4 separate regions of the Mus musculus genome follow, and all the other regions are linked to region 2. Evidence: chromatin contacts called from public Hi-C, HiChIP or PLAC-seq and Micro-C data. All regions are on one chromosome and are shown on one strand. Each heading gives the region's core, a stretch centred on a gene start, on an enhancer-like site or on the middle of the called end of the contact. The rest is flanking DNA. Distances are from core to core; before and after follow the strand shown. Region 1 has its middle 150 kb from the start of Gm35517. Region 2 holds the start of Htr2a (5-hydroxytryptamine (serotonin) receptor 2A). Region 3 holds the start of Rubcnl (RUN and cysteine rich domain containing beclin 1 interacting protein like). Region 4 has its middle 28 kb from the start of 4933402J15Rik.

The links. HiChIP or PLAC-seq counts read pairs in DNA pulled down with a chosen protein or histone mark. A called contact is a pair of places that touch in the nucleus more often than the background predicts.
Region 1: a contact with region 2 is called in a CTCF HiChIP or PLAC-seq map of the NIH/3T3 cell line, with 5 read pairs. The contact joins the enhancer-like site here to the promoter of Htr2a in region 2. A contact is called at or near these places in 8 of 39 promoter capture datasets (the 3T3-L1 cell line, embryonic stem cells, hippocampal neurons and 3 more), 1 of 15 datasets of contacts at CTCF or cohesin (the NIH/3T3 cell line), 1 of 484 Hi-C or Micro-C datasets (cerebral cortex), 3 of 115 datasets of contacts at active chromatin or transcription factors (SST interneurons, astrocytes and bone marrow-derived macrophages) and 1 of 9 other capture datasets (adipose tissue).
Region 3: a contact with region 2 is called in a Hi-C map of nephron progenitors, with 2.5 times the contacts expected there. The contact joins the promoter of Rubcnl here to the promoter of Htr2a in region 2. A contact is called at or near these places in 8 of 39 promoter capture datasets (the 3T3-L1 cell line, the C10 cell line, the SN4741 cell line and 3 more), 1 of 15 datasets of contacts at CTCF or cohesin (embryonic stem cells), 3 of 484 Hi-C or Micro-C datasets (embryonic stem cells, extraembryonic endoderm stem cells and nephron progenitors), 1 of 115 datasets of contacts at active chromatin or transcription factors (large pre-B cells) and 2 of 9 other capture datasets (adipose tissue and liver).
Region 4: a Micro-C map of embryonic fibroblasts shows a contact between it and region 2, with 13 times the contacts expected there. The contact joins the enhancer-like site here to the promoter of Htr2a in region 2. A contact is called at or near these places in 7 of 39 promoter capture datasets (the 3T3-L1 cell line, 3T3-L1-derived adipocytes, the C10 cell line and 4 more), 1 of 15 datasets of contacts at CTCF or cohesin (the NIH/3T3 cell line), 3 of 484 Hi-C or Micro-C datasets (adipose-derived mesenchymal stem cells and embryonic fibroblasts), 4 of 115 datasets of contacts at active chromatin or transcription factors (the NIH/3T3 cell line, acute myeloid leukemia, embryonic fibroblasts and 1 more) and 2 of 9 other capture datasets (adipose tissue and macrophages).

What each region holds. Positions count from the first base shown.
Region 1 is chr14:74,167,252-74,171,099 of GRCm38.p6, reverse strand. No RefSeq gene overlaps it. Among named protein-coding and RNA genes, the nearest start is that of Gm35517, 150 kb to the right of the region's middle. Within about 2 kb of position 1,844, at least 18 of the 459 cell types and tissues checked have an H3K27ac peak or open chromatin away from gene starts, as enhancers often do. A contact at or near this core is called in the NIH/3T3 cell line, where this site is marked.
Region 2 is chr14:74,638,987-74,642,791 of GRCm38.p6, reverse strand. Htr2a (5-hydroxytryptamine (serotonin) receptor 2A) reads right to left here and starts at 1,918. Exons shown (of 3, transcript NM_172812.3): 1 at 448-1,918. The coding sequence starts at 859. Gm41210 (a long non-coding RNA gene) reads left to right here and starts at 1,946. Exons shown (of 3, transcript XR_874820.3): 1 at 1,946-3,805.
Region 3 is chr14:75,014,698-75,018,634 of GRCm38.p6, reverse strand. Rubcnl (RUN and cysteine rich domain containing beclin 1 interacting protein like) reads right to left here and starts at 2,608. Exons shown (of 14, transcript NM_198642.2): 1 at 2,469-2,608.
Region 4 is chr14:74,325,263-74,329,243 of GRCm38.p6, reverse strand. No RefSeq gene overlaps it. Among named protein-coding and RNA genes, the nearest start is that of 4933402J15Rik, 28 kb to the left of the region's middle. Within about 2 kb of position 1,788, at least 20 of the 459 cell types and tissues checked have an H3K27ac peak or open chromatin away from gene starts, as enhancers often do. A contact at or near this core is called in the NIH/3T3 cell line, adipose-derived mesenchymal stem cells and embryonic fibroblasts, where this site is marked.

The DNA of each region.
Region 1 (3,848 bases), core at 595-3,094, 470 kb after region 2:
TCCTTGGAAACATGTTGAAAGTTTTGCTCTCAGAAGTTTCAGTGTGTGCTGGTATCAACAGCAAATTTGTTTGGCTGGTGCACACTTCTTAATCAGAGGAAATAATAAGAAATAAAGAAAATGGGGGTGGAGGCAGCCAAAAGCTATCTGATCCCTGATGTTGCCAGCATACTTCCTATATAGAAACTATTCTCTGACAGCTCCCATGTCCTGCCTGCCCTAGAGAGGTCTCTCAGGATACTTGAATGATCCAGCTTACTTTCTTATCCCTCCCCCCATCCAAGTTTCTAAACAAAACAAAACAAAACAAAAAAAACAAAACAAAAAACAACAACAACAAAAAAAACCAGCTATTTGCTTCACCTCTTGTAAGAGACAGTTCTCTGTTTTGCTAAAACATCCCATTAGTGTTTAAATAAAGCAATTAAGCAATTCTTATTTTTAAAAGTTTATGAAGATAGATGGATAAAAAGCTATAAATATTTAGACTGTATAACTTGATAAGTTTGGACATACATACCTATGAAAGCATTTTAACATGCCATAATTATATACATTCCATTCTAGTATTTTTCTTACCATCTTCACTCATTGCTCTTTTAAAGTATAAAGAACATAACAAAAGTCTGTCTCTATAGCAACATTGTAACTCTGTAGGCCTCTAAAGTCAATCCTCTTATATAGTTGAAACTGCACCCAGGACTTCTGGACTGCTTCCATTTCCTTCTGCCCTGTAGTCCTTGGCAACCAGCTCCTTCTCTCTGCTTCTACAAGTCTGATGTTATATTTTTCCTGTAAGTGGCACCAAAGGTAAATCTAGCCTTTTGTGAAATGGTATTTGAAAAAAAAAATAGTTTGTGCATTATTGTTTGTTTTACAGAAGCTAGGAAGCAAGAGGTTAAAACAGGTTTATGGAATTTTTGGTTTTGGTTGTGGTTGATCAACTCCTTGATGCTAAATGTGCTCTACCTGCTGTTCTGAGTGTACACAAGTTCAATAAGAGCATCGCTGGGTGTTAAGATGCCTTCCTAGTCTGCCTCTACCCCTGCCTCTTCTTTTCCCTTTCTTATTTCCTTTCCTCCCTCTCTGCTTGCAAAGTAAACTGGGGTCTAATTCAGATGCTCATATATCTCTGAGTAAATCAAAGAATTGAATGGTCAAAAAAATAAATAAATTTGAGCAAAAGTCATGTTTGCAGGTTGTTTATTTGATTTTGAGGTGAGCCCTGGGGTCCTGTAATAAAAATGTGAAGCATCTGCTTTTTTCATAACTGAATTGGAGAAGCGGAAATTCAATTCAATTATCTGAAAAATCCATTAGCTGATTAATGGTTTCATCAGGGTTCCCAGAAAAGTTTGGCTTGAATGTTTTTGTAGGCTGTGGTTCAGTTTGGAAGAGACCATAGGAGAGATGTGACCTGTAAGAATGTATGTTGTAATCAGAATGTGTCATCTGTCATGAGTCAACATTCCCAGAGTCAGGCCAGGGAACTGTAGCCATAAAGTATATTACTTGAACAACAAGATATCTCAACATTTTAAGTCTGCTTCAAAAGGTGAATGACTGAATTCCTGAGGAACTTCTGTGAGTTATATGCATTGGGGATTTTAAGGAAGTGATTGGTGAATGAAGGTCCATCCCTCCCTCCCTCCCTCTCTCCCTCCCTCCTTCAGTCCCTCCCTTCTTCCCTTCCTTCCTTCCTATATTTTTTTTTGTTATTTTATTTACATTTCAAATGTTGGCCCCCTTCCCAGTTTCTCCTCCACCACCCCTTATCCTATTCCCTCTCCCTGCTGCCTCTATGAGGGTTTTTCCCCACTCATTCTCCCACTCCTGCCTCACCACCCTAGCATTCCGCTATGCTGGGTCATTGAACCTCCACAAGACCACATAAGGCCATCCTCCTGCTACATATGCAGCTGGAGCTCTGAGATCTCTGGGGGGTCCAGATTAGTTGACACTGTTGTTCTTCCTATGGGGTTGCAATCTCCTTCAGCTCCTTTAGTCCTTCTTCTAACTCTTCCACATTGGTCCCCAATCTCAAGCCAGTGACTGCCTGTAAGTATCTGCATTTGGCTCAGTCAGTTGCAGGTAGAGCCTCTCAGAGGACAGCCATGCCAGGTTCCTTTCTGCTTGCACCATATGGCCTCAGAAATAGTTTTTGTTTTTGCTTTTTTCTACTTTGGCTGTAGGAACCCATCTTTCCTTGTATACCAGCAACTTCTAATAGGATCCAGAAGACACAGTTATTTAAAACTTATTTAGATGTCTAATGGGCCAACTGTGCTCATGGGTAATGCCCATAAGTAAAAGTACATTTTAAAGGCCAAAAGAGCTCTCATAGGGTAAAAGCGCTTGCTGTCATGCCTGAAAACCTGAGATAAATCCCTGTAATCCACAAAATTGTTCTCTGCCCTTCATACTGACTTCTGAGTTTCTCTGAAAAAAAAAACAAAAAACAAAAAACAAAAAACAAAACAAAACAAAAAAACAGTGACACTCTTCAGGAATGCTTAGCTTTGTGACATTTGAGATGTATACTTTGTATACCCAAAGTTCCAAGCCAAAGAATTAAAGTAAATCAAAATTCTTGGCCCCCATTTCTATCAACAACTCAGAGACTCCTCAGCTAACCTGTATACTTTGTACTTGGATATGCACCAAGTAAACTTTTTCTACATACCTGTTTCTACTATATATTGCTTTGCCATTCATCTTTTCTCAGATTATTGGAATATTTTATTAGTCACGCGTTTGTGTCATTATCATGTCAGGTATTACACAGACTATTCCCACCTCTTACTTTGTGACAGATATGGGCACTGTGACAGAAACTGGGGTGATCCACACTAGGGTAGCCAAAATAACAACCTTCTAAAAGAGTGGTTCTCAATCCGTGGGTCATGACCACTTTGGGGTCGAATGATCTTTTCACGGGGGTTGCCTAAGACTATCTACATATCAGATCTTTACATTATAATTGATTCATCATGGTAGCAAAATTACTGTTATGATATAGCAACAAAAATAATTTTATAACTGGGCGGTCACGACAAAAAGGGAAACTGTATTAAGAGATTGGGAAGCACAGTCTGAATTTCCACATCCCAGTCTTATATGGGAAAAGACTTTAAAGATGCTATCAAGGGAAATTTTGAGATACAGAAATTATCCACGTTGACTCAATGCCATTACCAGAGTTCTCACTTGCAAGAAGCAGGGGGCCAAAGTCAGATGACTTGACACAGCTGAAGCAAAGGATGAAGTGGTATGGGGCCATGAGCCAGGCTGGAATGGCAGGAGACCAGGTTCTGCTCTCAAACCTCCAGATGTCAGCTCAGTGATGTACGGAGATGTACAACTCACTTCAGACGTTTAACCTTCAGAACTATGAGATACTAAATTTCTGTGGCTGAACAAGTCACCACCATAGCAATAAGAAAATCACCCAGAAGATGATGTAAAGCCTCGTCTTAACATATACACATGATAATGGATCCTTGTTCCTTAAATATGGTCATTTCCATATAGTTATCTGTCTGGTCCCTTACGTGCTCCCTGTGCCGCCTTCTGTTGCTGTCATAAAATGACAAAAGATAATGTAGAGCATGAACAGTTTATTCATGCTTATGATTCCAGAGAGGTAGATCATGGTAAATCATGGCAAGAAATCACGGTAACAAGCAGAGTACATGCTGACAAGAGTAGGAAACTTAAGGTTCACGTCTCAGCCGTGAGCCATGAGATGTCAAACTAGAAGGAATATGAGTCGTTAAATCTCAAAGCTCATCCTCAATGTTGTACTTTCCCCAGCAAGGATCTACCATCTAAACCTCCCCAAAACAGCG
Region 2 (3,805 bases), core at 669-3,168:
CTCTGAATATTTTAACATTAAACCCACTCCTCCAGCACTAATGCTCTCTCTGCAAATGTTCCAAGGTAATTGGGAAGGTTTTACCACTCCATTAGAAGTGCTGAGAACCCGGTGAGAAACAGAAAACTGTTCTGTCCCGAGGCTGGCAAATAAAAGCAGGAAAAAAATCGCATGGGCACAGAATGACAGCTAAATTATGCTCACAGAGTATTGGAATACAGGTAATAATTTCTCTACAAAGATGTATCCATTCTAAGACACACAACTCACCAATGACCAGGTACTAGGCTGTCTGACTTTTTTTTTTCTCTCAAGAAAAATAAAATTTTAAGACTAAAACAAAGTTTCCTGTCTATTTCTCTCCTGGAGCCCCAGTCCCTCCACTAACAGCATGCACAAGCTCTTTGGGACTATGGTGAGGACAGCTGACATGCTAACACCACTCACCATACAGGATGGTTAACATGGACACGGGCATGACAAGGAAACCCAGCAGCATATCAGCTATGGCAAGTGACATCAGGAAATAGTTGGTGGCATTCTGCAGCTTTTTCTCTAGGGACACTGCCATGATGACCAGTATGTTTCCCGCAATGGTGAGAATAATCACGACAGTTGTCAATAAAGCAGACCAGTTTTTTTCCTGGAGATGAAGAATGGAGAGGCATGTCGGTGGGAGGTACCCTTCGCAGGAGAGGTTGGTTCTGTTTTCAGCATCAATTGTCCAGTTCGAGGCTTCGGAAGTGTTAGCATCCCTGGAGTTGAAGTCATTAGGGTAGAGCCTCGAGTCGTCACCTAATTGCATTAAGGAGTTTGGAATTGAGCTCAGGGAGATATTGTCTTCACAGAGAATTTCCATGTCTAAGCCGGAAGTTGTAGCAGATGAAGTGTGGAGAGACTAGCGAGTCATAGCCGGGGCTCACCATTCATCTTTACGTCCTGGAGCTAGGGCATGCTGAAGCGGAGACCTGTGTGGCTCCTCTGGCTGCTTTCTCCTCTTCCATAGTAAGAGTTACAGAAGTGTGATGGCTCTTGATTATGCCTCGCTTCACAGTGCTAGGGAGAGTCCACGGCGGAGCTGTAAGTTCTCACGGAAGCAAAGGCAAAAAAAGCAGTGTGGAGCATTTGGAGACACAAACGTGTTCCTGGTTAAGGAAGAAAAGTTTTGTATCCGGTGAGAATCTTTCAGCCAATTCTCGGGTTGGATATGCTGCTTTCAAGAGTTCAGCCATCACAAAGTTAAAACAGCATGAGATCCAAAACGAGGAGGGAGGGCTGTGTGCCCTCTATATTAATTAAGGAAGTCAATTAAAAATCCACGCAATGTTAATGCCATCATAAGGGTTAACCCTTTTTAGTCTCAGGCAGAATCGCCGCAGCGATGGTCAGGAATTTCAGCTTGTATCTCTGGCTCAGTTAACGAAAGGAAAACGCATCCCGAAGCGCAGCAGAGAACTTTCCACATCAGAAATTCTCGCGGCAATGACGGCATTCTAGCCAAGCGTGACTTTAAGCAGAAAGAAAATCCCACAGCAGTAAAGGACAGCAGCCGAGGAACTTACATTCATTGTCGCCAGGGTCCGCTATCCTGTGACTTGCCTGTCGCATGGTGACTAGGCCAGTGTGGAATCCCCTCTCTTTGAGCTTCTAGCAGCATAAGATGATAGTAATTTGATTTCTGTTTCTGCTGACTTCAAAAACCGCATGCCGGTTCCAGCACGGTTGAAGTCTGTGCTGGCTGCTTCTGCTACTGCTGAGCTTGGTTGGGTCTTCCCTCCCAGAGCCTGGCTGCTTGCTGAGGCGAGCGCACAGAGAGGAATCAGTCACTAGGGAGCCCCTCTCAAAGTCACACAAAAGAGCCGCAGGGAAAGTAGGAAACGCTGTCTGTATCAAGAGGCTCCCGGAGCTCCAAAAGAATAAGCCCCTCCTGGTTGCCTCCTTCCTCAGACCTCCCTCTGTCACTGTGTCATAACCTGCAAGGTGGCAACAGCCAGGAAGGGCGGACCAAACAACCCCCTCCCCCGCGCGCCCCCATTCTTTCTGCTACAGGTTAATTAGGAACCTTTCCTTAAAAAAAGAGAGAACAAGGAGACAGCTTAGGGGACAGCAGGCAGGAGGGGTACATGGCAGTCATATTTTTAGGCTGAGGGGTGAAGAATGAGAAGATAAATAAGGCTAGAAAACGGCATGTCCTGGGATCTGGGAGCATCCAGCACTTCTATCCAAGCCAGTGATGATGTGTCCAGGAGGGATGGCTGACCGTGGCGACATGAGTTCAGAGGAATCAGGAAGTCTGTGGCAATAACTGATAAACTATCAGAACAATTTTTAGTTACTTAAATGCATTTAAGCACACACACTATTGCTATGTGTATGCATCCTGTAACTAGCTTACTTTTCTTCATCTCAAACCTGTCGCCAAGAAATAATGAAAAACTTCATGTTAGAAAATGAAGGGTTTTGTTCTATTTTGTTCTATGTTTTTTTCCCCCAGAAGTGACCCTAATGATAAAGCGACTCACATGCAAAAGAAGCTCTCTCCCAAGTGGTCCTTAAAGGAAGATAGATGCACTCATGACAGATAAGAAAATGGATTACTTTCTTATAATAATCCTGGACACCAGGGGCTTTTGGGGGGTTCTGTCCATCTCATTCTTCTCTCTGTCTTTTACATTCTCAGTTCAGCCACTCCTGTGCCTTCGATGTGTTGTCAATTCTCCTCATGGCAGTGAGCTAAATGTCCAGTTGCCTTCTAGATCCGTTTGTCTATGACCCAGGAGACCTTCCATCCTGACCCTCTCTTTGAGGTTTATTGCCACATGTCCTCCTGGCTCATGAAATCATCATACGGTCCACCCAGCCCTTCATCCCTTCTTCCTGCCTATGCCCAGAGGTTCCCAGCATTCCCTGCCCCGCACGCAAAGTTCTCAGCTCTCCTCTGCTCAGCCCACAGTGGGGAGCCCTTCTGCTCTTCCTGGGCAGGCACATAATTTCCCAGATTGCCTACCTGGGACTGGGCTGCTGGTCTTGTGAGTGCAGTGCATGCCGTGTGTGTGTGTGTGTGTGTGTGTGTGTGTGTGTGTGTGTGTGTGTGTGTGTGTGTGTGCGCGCGTGCGTGTGCGTGCGCGTGTGCGAGTGCGTGTGCGCGCGCGCTAGTGCGCACGTGTATACAGAGTAGGTGTGGGAGTCATAGTCCTTTGGTTCAGAATCCAGCTTTTTAACTCATACAACCTAACTCAGTTGCCTTTAGAGCCCAGTGCTCTCTCCTCCCAGGGTGGTATTTAGCTCCATCCCTGGGTTACAGTGAGGTATCAGACAACATGCACAAATGTTTAGCCTATGCCTGGCTTATAGGATGCTCTACATTTTACACTAGCCATTTTATTCCTATTAAAATTATTACTGATTGAAGGAAAAACACATCACTACCCTCTTGCCTATATTCCTTATCTCTTCTTTGAGGGATACACAACCCTTTTCTCAGTCTGCTCATTCTCTGGGGCCCCCATTTTTCAGGCCTATACTCTCACAGCTTTTTCAGGGGCAGCCTGGCAACAGCCTGAATCTTCATAATTCTGACATTTCTCATATTTTGCGTGCTTGAAGTTCCTCGAGACTGGAGTGTGGACTGCTCTCACTGCCTGTCTTTCTGTATCCTCCTTGTGAATTTCCAGGGTGCAGCTCCCAAGTTGAGAATCCCAGGTTGGGCACCTGTTAGTTACCTCTGTGACTTTGATTAAAACTCTTCAATCTCCACACCTGGTTTCCTCATCTGGATGAAGAGGAATGGGATTAGCCATGCACC
Region 3 (3,937 bases), core at 1,359-3,858, 380 kb before region 2:
AAAGTTAACTTTGCTATTACTGCCATCATTGTTGCAGAGTGGGTCCCGGATCACCAGGAGACGGATGTTAGGGAGCCCTTGATCTATTCCTCATCCTCTAAGTCTCCCTTCAGTTCCTCTTAACTAAAATGTACAAACCAGCCAGAGATCATTTGTAATGTAATGGGACTGACAGGCACCCATGTGGCTCAGGTTTATTCCAGAGAGAATAAATGGTTCTTTAAGAAGAACTGCTTAGATGTCAACAGTCGCACAGTCAACCATGCCAATCTCTACATTAGACTTATGAATCTATTTTTAGTGACAAGGGAAACTATTCAAATTAATCTGTTGCGTTATGTGTGTGCATTCAGATGAACCCGGGCATGGGCCGGTAGGCTGCTGTCACTCTTTAACCTTTGACTTAGCTTCCTACCATCAAAAGAAGTTCTTTCTACTTGAATACTTGCCTATCACTCCTACAGACTCCTGCCTGTGTGAAAACAAACAAACAAGGGGGCTGGAGAAATGGTTCAGTAGTTAAGAGCATGTGTTGTTCTTGCAGAGGTCACAAGTTCAAGTCCTGGCACCCACCTGGTGGCGCACAGTCATCTATCGCTGGAGGATCTGAGGCCTTCTTGTGATCTCCTTAGGCACCAGACACACACATGGTACACAGACATACATGCAGACAAAACACGAATACATAAAATAAAATAAATCTAATTTTAAAATCATGCAAGATTACAGAACGAAACTCATCGTGTCTAAGCCTTCGTTCTGTAAAACTCAAATTCCATCAACGTTCCTCGTACCCCTTCCTCAACTCTATACAGATTCTGAAGAAATGAATGAGAAGACACAGTTCCTTTTTGTTGTTATTGTCGGTTTTTTTTTTTTTTTTTTTTTTTTTTTTTTTTTTTTTTTGATACAGGGTTTCTCTGCATAGCCCTGGCTGTCCTGGAACTCACGTTGTAGACCAGGCTGGCCTCGAACTCAGAAATCCGCCTGCCTCTGCCTCCCAAGTGCTGGGATTAAAGGTGTGCACCACCACTGCAGGCAACACAGTTCCTATTATCTAATAATAAAAGATTTTGAGGAGCAGGGTCAGGTGGCACGGCAAAGAGGAACTGAGAGCTGGGGGTGGGGGGAATGAAGAAACAGACGTGCTTTGACCCTTGCCACACGGAATTATGAAAAGACCAAGCTTGCATGGAGCATCTGCTGGCCACTGCAGACAGGAGCTGTGGCCACAGTGCTGGTCACTTTCTTGTAAAGGCCACACGTAAGGCTTTCCCAGGATACCTCTGTCCCTTCAGTTCATTAATCTTTCTAACTCTCAGGGGAACGGAACCTGTGTTCTCCCCTCTCACCAAGGGAACTGGGGTCATGGAGGTGCCTTGACGACTATTTGGACTTGGGACTTGTCTAAGAAATCCCAAGTTTACTAACTGGGCCCCAAACCTTTGCTCTCTCGAACCACAACTTCAACTGAAGATCTAGCACTTGGCAGTGTAACTTGCCATAGGGGCACCTCCAGAATACATGGGGAGGTATATTGTTTTGTTTGCTTGGTTTTGGTTTGTTTGATTTTGTTTTCTGAGCCTTCGTTCTCATTTAGAGTAATATCCCTTTTCAAGCATTCTCTCTTCCACGGGCAAATCCCTCACCGGGTCAGGGAATTGCTTCAATTCCAGGTCAGCAGGTAGACGGACTTCAGGTGGAGTGTGCTTGCTTACATTGGCGAAACGTTTTTCAGCTACCTTGACAAGTCCAGGGCAGTTGGATATGAGGATGGGGTTCTCAAGGTTCATGCCTTTGAGGAACTGAGAAGAGCCAGGGGACCGCCTGGGTTCGTCTCTGTCCTGCCGCAATGAGGATGCCTGGCTACCTCTCCTGGCCCTTGTTTTGTAAAGTCACACCGCAAAAGTCCTCTTCTCTCCAGAGACAACTTCCCACAGCTCCCAAGCAACCATGACACTGTCCTGAGCGCCTCCAGGAACATGGGTCACCCTAAGTCATCTCTCCCTAGCCCAGGGCTTCTCATCTGCACTGTGCCTTGCTTCCTGCAGGCAGGCCAGTAGGGCTCGCCAGCGCTGCTTCAGGACACCTTCAGGGGTCACTGCCTTGAGGACAGGCAGCTAGGACAGGGATGCAGCCAGGACGCTGCGGGGACGCCAGTTATCTTTGCTTCCCTCCGCCCGCGACACTCGTGATCTGAAAAGCTCGGGGAAAGCGAAGCCTGAGACTGCGAGAACGCGGAGACACGGGGACGCGCTCCCGAGTGGGCGCCTTTAGACCCACGCCTCACGGACACACTCTGCCCTCGGACGCCACCGACCCGCCAACCCTGGGTGTAATAAACACGAAAAACAAACTTGGCACAAATGAGCTCCCCGCCCCCAACTCCCAAGCTGCGGCTCCCCCCACCTCCCAACTCGGATGTGTAGGAGCTCAAGTCAGAGAACCTCGCGGGGACCGCGACTTACCTACGCCTCCTGGCCGTTTTATCCACCAAATAGCCACCTTGCCCCGTGGCAGCGACAGGTTCGGATCACCTCCTCCGTGTGCCAACAGCTCCGAGGTTCTGATGGTGCAGAGAGAAGCTGCCAACGAATACAGAAAGTTTTCACCAATAGAAACCGAAGTTCTCTCGACTTCGAACGTGCAACTGCCCTCAGCTCCTCTAGGTGGCGCACGGTGCTCTTTGGGGAAAGAACTGGGACTCTTAATCCTGCACACAGCTCCAGCATCCCAAGTCATCTCTGCTAAAATTGGGAAATGGATCCCTGCTTCGCCTACAGGGCTCCGTTCTCAAAACCTACTTCCATCGCTTTTGACGGTCCCTTGGTTTTGTTCATTGACTTGTCCAGGTCGTGGAGCAAATACAATGATATTTTGGATTATTTGTTTAACATCTCTGAAACACCTTCAGTCCCTGGGGCATCCTAGTTTGGATGGTTTAAACTTAACTAGTTGTTGCCTCTTCGGAGTAAGTTAGAAAACAATAAGACAAAGTCAGCTGAATACTAGCTGTCCATCATTGTCTTCCCCTTCCCGTGTGGCCGGTTTACTTGGGGGTTACACTGGGTTAGACCTGGAAAGATCCTGAGTTATCTGACCACCCTCTGGGAAAACCTGACATTAAAAGGTCAGAAAGAGGAGCTGGTGTGGAAGCAGAAGGATTGAAACTTTGATGCCAACAAAAGCTACATGGCAAGACTATTTCAAGACAAGTTAATAGACAAACAGTGCAAGTTAGTGCTAATGCTGTTGCTCGGCTGCTGAGCTTGCTTCCTTTTCTGTTTAAGTATCCTTGAAGCCACCCCTGATGGAAACAAATCATCTGTTTCAAAGCTAAGGGATATGTGGCTTACAGTGTTGTATAACTCATCTGAGGTCCCATAGCTAGATAGCACAGTCAGACTTGTTAAGGTAGGTGTATCTGGCAGGAGATCTTATATCCAATTTCTTTCTTTTTTTTTAAGATTTATTTATTTATTATATATAAGTACACTGTAGCTATCCTCAGATACTCCATAAGAGGGTGTCAGATCTCATTACGGATGGTTGTGAGCCACCATGTGGTTGTTGGGATTTGAACTCAGGACCTTCTCGACAGCCCTTATATCCAATTTCTATGAAGCATCAAATAAGCCGACAAATTATGAAAAGGGGACTATGTGAGAAACTTGATTCAGGAATATCTAAAAGGAGAGAAATCAGAGCACAGGACATGGAGAAAGAATCTTACAGTGAATGTCATGCTGAGCACATTAAAGTTTGAATCTGGGGCCTGGAGAGATGGCTCATCAGTTAAAAGCACTGACTGCTCTTTCAGAGGTCCTGAGTTCGAATCCCACAACCACATGGTGGCTCACAGCCATCTGTAATGAGATCTGATGTCCTCTTCTGGTGTGTCTGAAGACAGCTACAGTATATGAACTGGGCTTCCTTA
Region 4 (3,981 bases), core at 539-3,038, 310 kb after region 2:
CTTCTATCAAGAGGAGGAAATGGCCTTCCATTCCTGTTGCCAAGAATTTATCCTCTAGCTGTGGGCTGTCCTGTGGCCATCCTTTAAGAAATGGGAAAGGCGGCCTTCCAGCTTCATTGAGGATGGGTCCTATATTATTTATGTTGTGTTTTTAGTGCTGGCAAAGAAGACACCTTTAATAAATATGGATTGAACAAGTGCCAGAATTCCACTTTTGTAAATGTATTCATTGGTACCCTGAAGTTTTGTAAATCTGCAGAGGCTTATGCCAGGCTGCAAGCATTCATCAGGACGATGAGCCTGTAACTCTTGAAGGAGGCCCTCGCCCTTGAAGGGATTTTCTTACTAATCTCAGTAGCATTTCATAAGACTCTCTCACATCTGATGTATATAATTCAAACCTCACCACATCCCTTCGGGTAATGATTCTCTCCATTTTACAGATAAAGAAGAGCAGCTGACCCTCTGCTATGGCTTGCCTGTGAAATGCCTCTATACTCATCTATACACAAGGGAGCTAGCTAGCTTGGTTGCCAGCCAGTAGGCTTTGGGAGAGTGATTGGATCCTGGTGACTCTGATTTATGTGTGGGTTAATCCAGTAATAGATTTATAATTTTATGATGTTACTGGGAGGTAATGGGAGGCTAGGAGGAGGTGGACCTGCTTGGAGGGAGTTTGTCACCAGAGGGATGCCTTTGAGAGATGTGTCTTGCCTTCTGTTCATTCCTCTCTGCCTCTCTCCTCTGCTTCTCAGCTACTTTGATGTGAATAATTTTGCTCTACTCTCACCATTGTGATGTTCTGCCTCACCACAGGCTCATGACAATGGAGCAAGCTGACCATGAACTGAAACCATGGACCAGAATCTTCCTTCTCTTTATTTTGATTGTTTCATAGCAGCACAAATGCCTGACTCCCACATATTGCTAACAGAGAAGGCAGCTGTGTTCTGCTCTGCTACAACTGAAGATGAGGAGTCAGGAGTAAGGAAGAAAGGGGTATGGCTTACATTTCTCTTGTTGGCAGTTAAAAGTGGGTCAACTAAGAAAAACCCAGGCAGAAAGTGTCCTAGGAACTTAGTGTCATCAGCCGGCAGACATTTCACCAGGATTGTGAGTAAACTGGGTGTAAAGAGAATGCTACTTTTAGGTCACAGATTCAGCTGTGAGCTTTTCACTCCAGCTACTTCTTGGTCAATGCTTTGCTCATAGCCATTTCAAGTGTTCTGACTGGCTATCTCAGAGAAGAAAAGTTCAATGCATTTTTATTCCATAGTATTTTTCTTAACAGAATCACATAGTCTTTGTGACCAAGGGGACGTTTTAGTATAGTTAGTACAATGTGATCTCTGTTTTTCCTCTTCATTTCTTAGTAATCTTAGTGTTTAGAAACTCCAATCTCCTTTATGTTAAGATCACAAAAGGCAGTTTCATTTCATAGTTCTACTATTCACCTTTAGACTGTGGTAGTTTTATATTTTATGAGGCCCATGATTTTGAACCTACAAGTTTTTAAGCCAGCCCTGTTTGATTTAGGGCAAGGATGTGATTCAGTCTTGACAAGTTATTGGAATTCAGAGACAATGACTTAGTGTTAAACTTGCCTCTTATCAAAAGTACAGAGCTGGTTTCTGACTTTTAGTAGCTGTTAGCTGATGATTTCAGCACTCTGATGTAAGGTGATGCATATGCAGAAAAAGCTGGGCTTTGAGATTGGATCTCTCCTGGGCTTTCGTGGCACATGCTTTGGTGGTGTTTCATGATCCTGGGCAGCCATAGTGAGCTACAGCATTTGCTCAGCCATGATCAGAGGTGTAACAGCACAGTCTCCACAGGAAGCTGAGTTGCTATGCTCAGATATTTAGTTGATTAGTCAGATTATGCACATTGTTGTCTCCAGATGTTTTAGACTTTCAATGGATTTGTCAAGATACAACTTCAGTGTATGTGGAGAGGTATTTGTATTAGCAAAACATGTTGTAAATCACTAAAGTTTTATGAAAACATGACGATATAGAAATTTTCTCTTTAAAAGAAAGGGTTCAAAGTAACCAACACCAAGCAATAGAGACCAGTGGTCTGCCTGAATAAAAGCATGAGATTTACATAATATCACAGTTTCCATTTAAAAATATCTTTTCTCTAAATGTTTTAATTTTTAAAAAAAAAGAATTTTAGATCAGTACTTGTAACAGAGTATTACAAGTATTCTGAGATATGTTTTAACCTATTCTCTAGGACTATATTTGGATAGTAAAAGAATCAGTTGAGAATCAACATTTGAGTTATTCAACATTTTTAATCAACTAGTTCTCTCTTTTGGATGACAAAGTAGATATGCTCATTCTAAATGCTAGTAAATATTTAAACTCAGTGCTGAAGAGCATCAAAGCATTTACAGTATGTGTTCACCACTTTGCAAGGTGGGCAGTGATCACTGTGTTCTTCCCATTGGTTAGCAGGGACCATTAGGGGCCAATAATGGACATTTACTGTCACAGCTAGTTTGAAAAGAAAAAAAAAAAGGACAAGAAAGAAAAAGAAAGGTTTCACTAACAATCATGAAAAACAGATTGCTTGTTTGTAAATGGTATAATGCTTCTAGCCTTAGGTTTTCAGTGTTGAAATTCTGTGGTTTTCAAATGAGAGTTTTGAACAGAGTGGTGCTATTTTAGGGACTGTAGGAGAATGAGTCTGTAGGGTGTGCTTACAACGTGTTGTAGGCAAGGGGATGATCATTTAGGAAGTTTGTAAGTTTTTCGAAGCAGCAATAGTGAGACTGTGCTTGGCGCCGACAGTGGAGCATATGGAAGATGGACAAGAGCAGTGATGTTGACTTAGGACCCAGGACTGATGATTAGGTTGTCAGTGACTAAGCAGAAAGTGATCCAGAGAAAAATCTAGTCTTCTTGGGGAATCCAGAACAATACATGTCTAGGAACTGGGGCTCTGGAACTAACCTAGTGTACGCCAGTTAACCAATTGTAGTTTCAGCTTAGCTAGAAAGTGGCGGCAGTAATATTTCTTCAGGAATTAAAGAGAATTATGGCCATAAAATATTCATTGCAGCGTGTGGTAACTTCTCACTGCTTGCTTTCTGAGGAGATCATCAGCGTTAGTCACCACAGGGTGAAAGATATACAATGCTTATTTATCAACTTTATTTTCTAAGCTCACTGGTTTGTAATAAAGTTAGATGTAGTGAGCCTTCTGCCTTCTAATTTAAAGCTACAGAATATGGCATTTCATTTGTGACATGTAGTACTATGCAGTCTGAGCTGGCTTGGAATGAATATTCTTCTACTTCTTTCTCCCAAGCACCAATATAAAACATCCTTAATGCTGTTGATGTTCTAGTACTGGTCTAATGGAAATCTTTCTGATGTTCTTTAACATGAAGCCAAATAATGGGCGAAGGCAGTATGTATAGAATCTTAAAGGCTATAGACTCTGAGGGAGCAGAGAGAGTTCCCTTTTAGACCATTGGGCCTAGTAAGGAGACCACAGCAAATGTAATGAAGGCACAGCTTACAGAAGCTTTGATTGCCTTTCCCATCAGGGCTCTCACTGTCCACAGGAGTCAGCAGGGATTTAAGGGGCACCATTCTAAGAGTAAACCCATAATCTGGTTTCAGGGCCACACTAACGTCACTAGTGGAACTGTTTTAGACACAGTGCTCTGTGGAAGTAAAAAAAAAAATTCATTTAAAATAATGCTTTTTGGTTCATCTGTGGTAAAGGAGCAATGTTATTATGTTATCGGTAATAAACCTTTGTTTGCTAAATTGAGTCAGTAATTCACAGGAGCAGGCAAGCCAAATGCTTCCATGAGTTCAGGGGCAACAGAGGTAAATAATACATGTTGAAGTCAAAAAGGAATTTTGGGGTTCAGTGGAGCCTATTGCAGTACAAGAAAGTGGAGCTCAGTTTCCACAGTTTGTAGCAAGGTCCTTGGTCTCTGCGGTCCTAGAACGTGAAGAC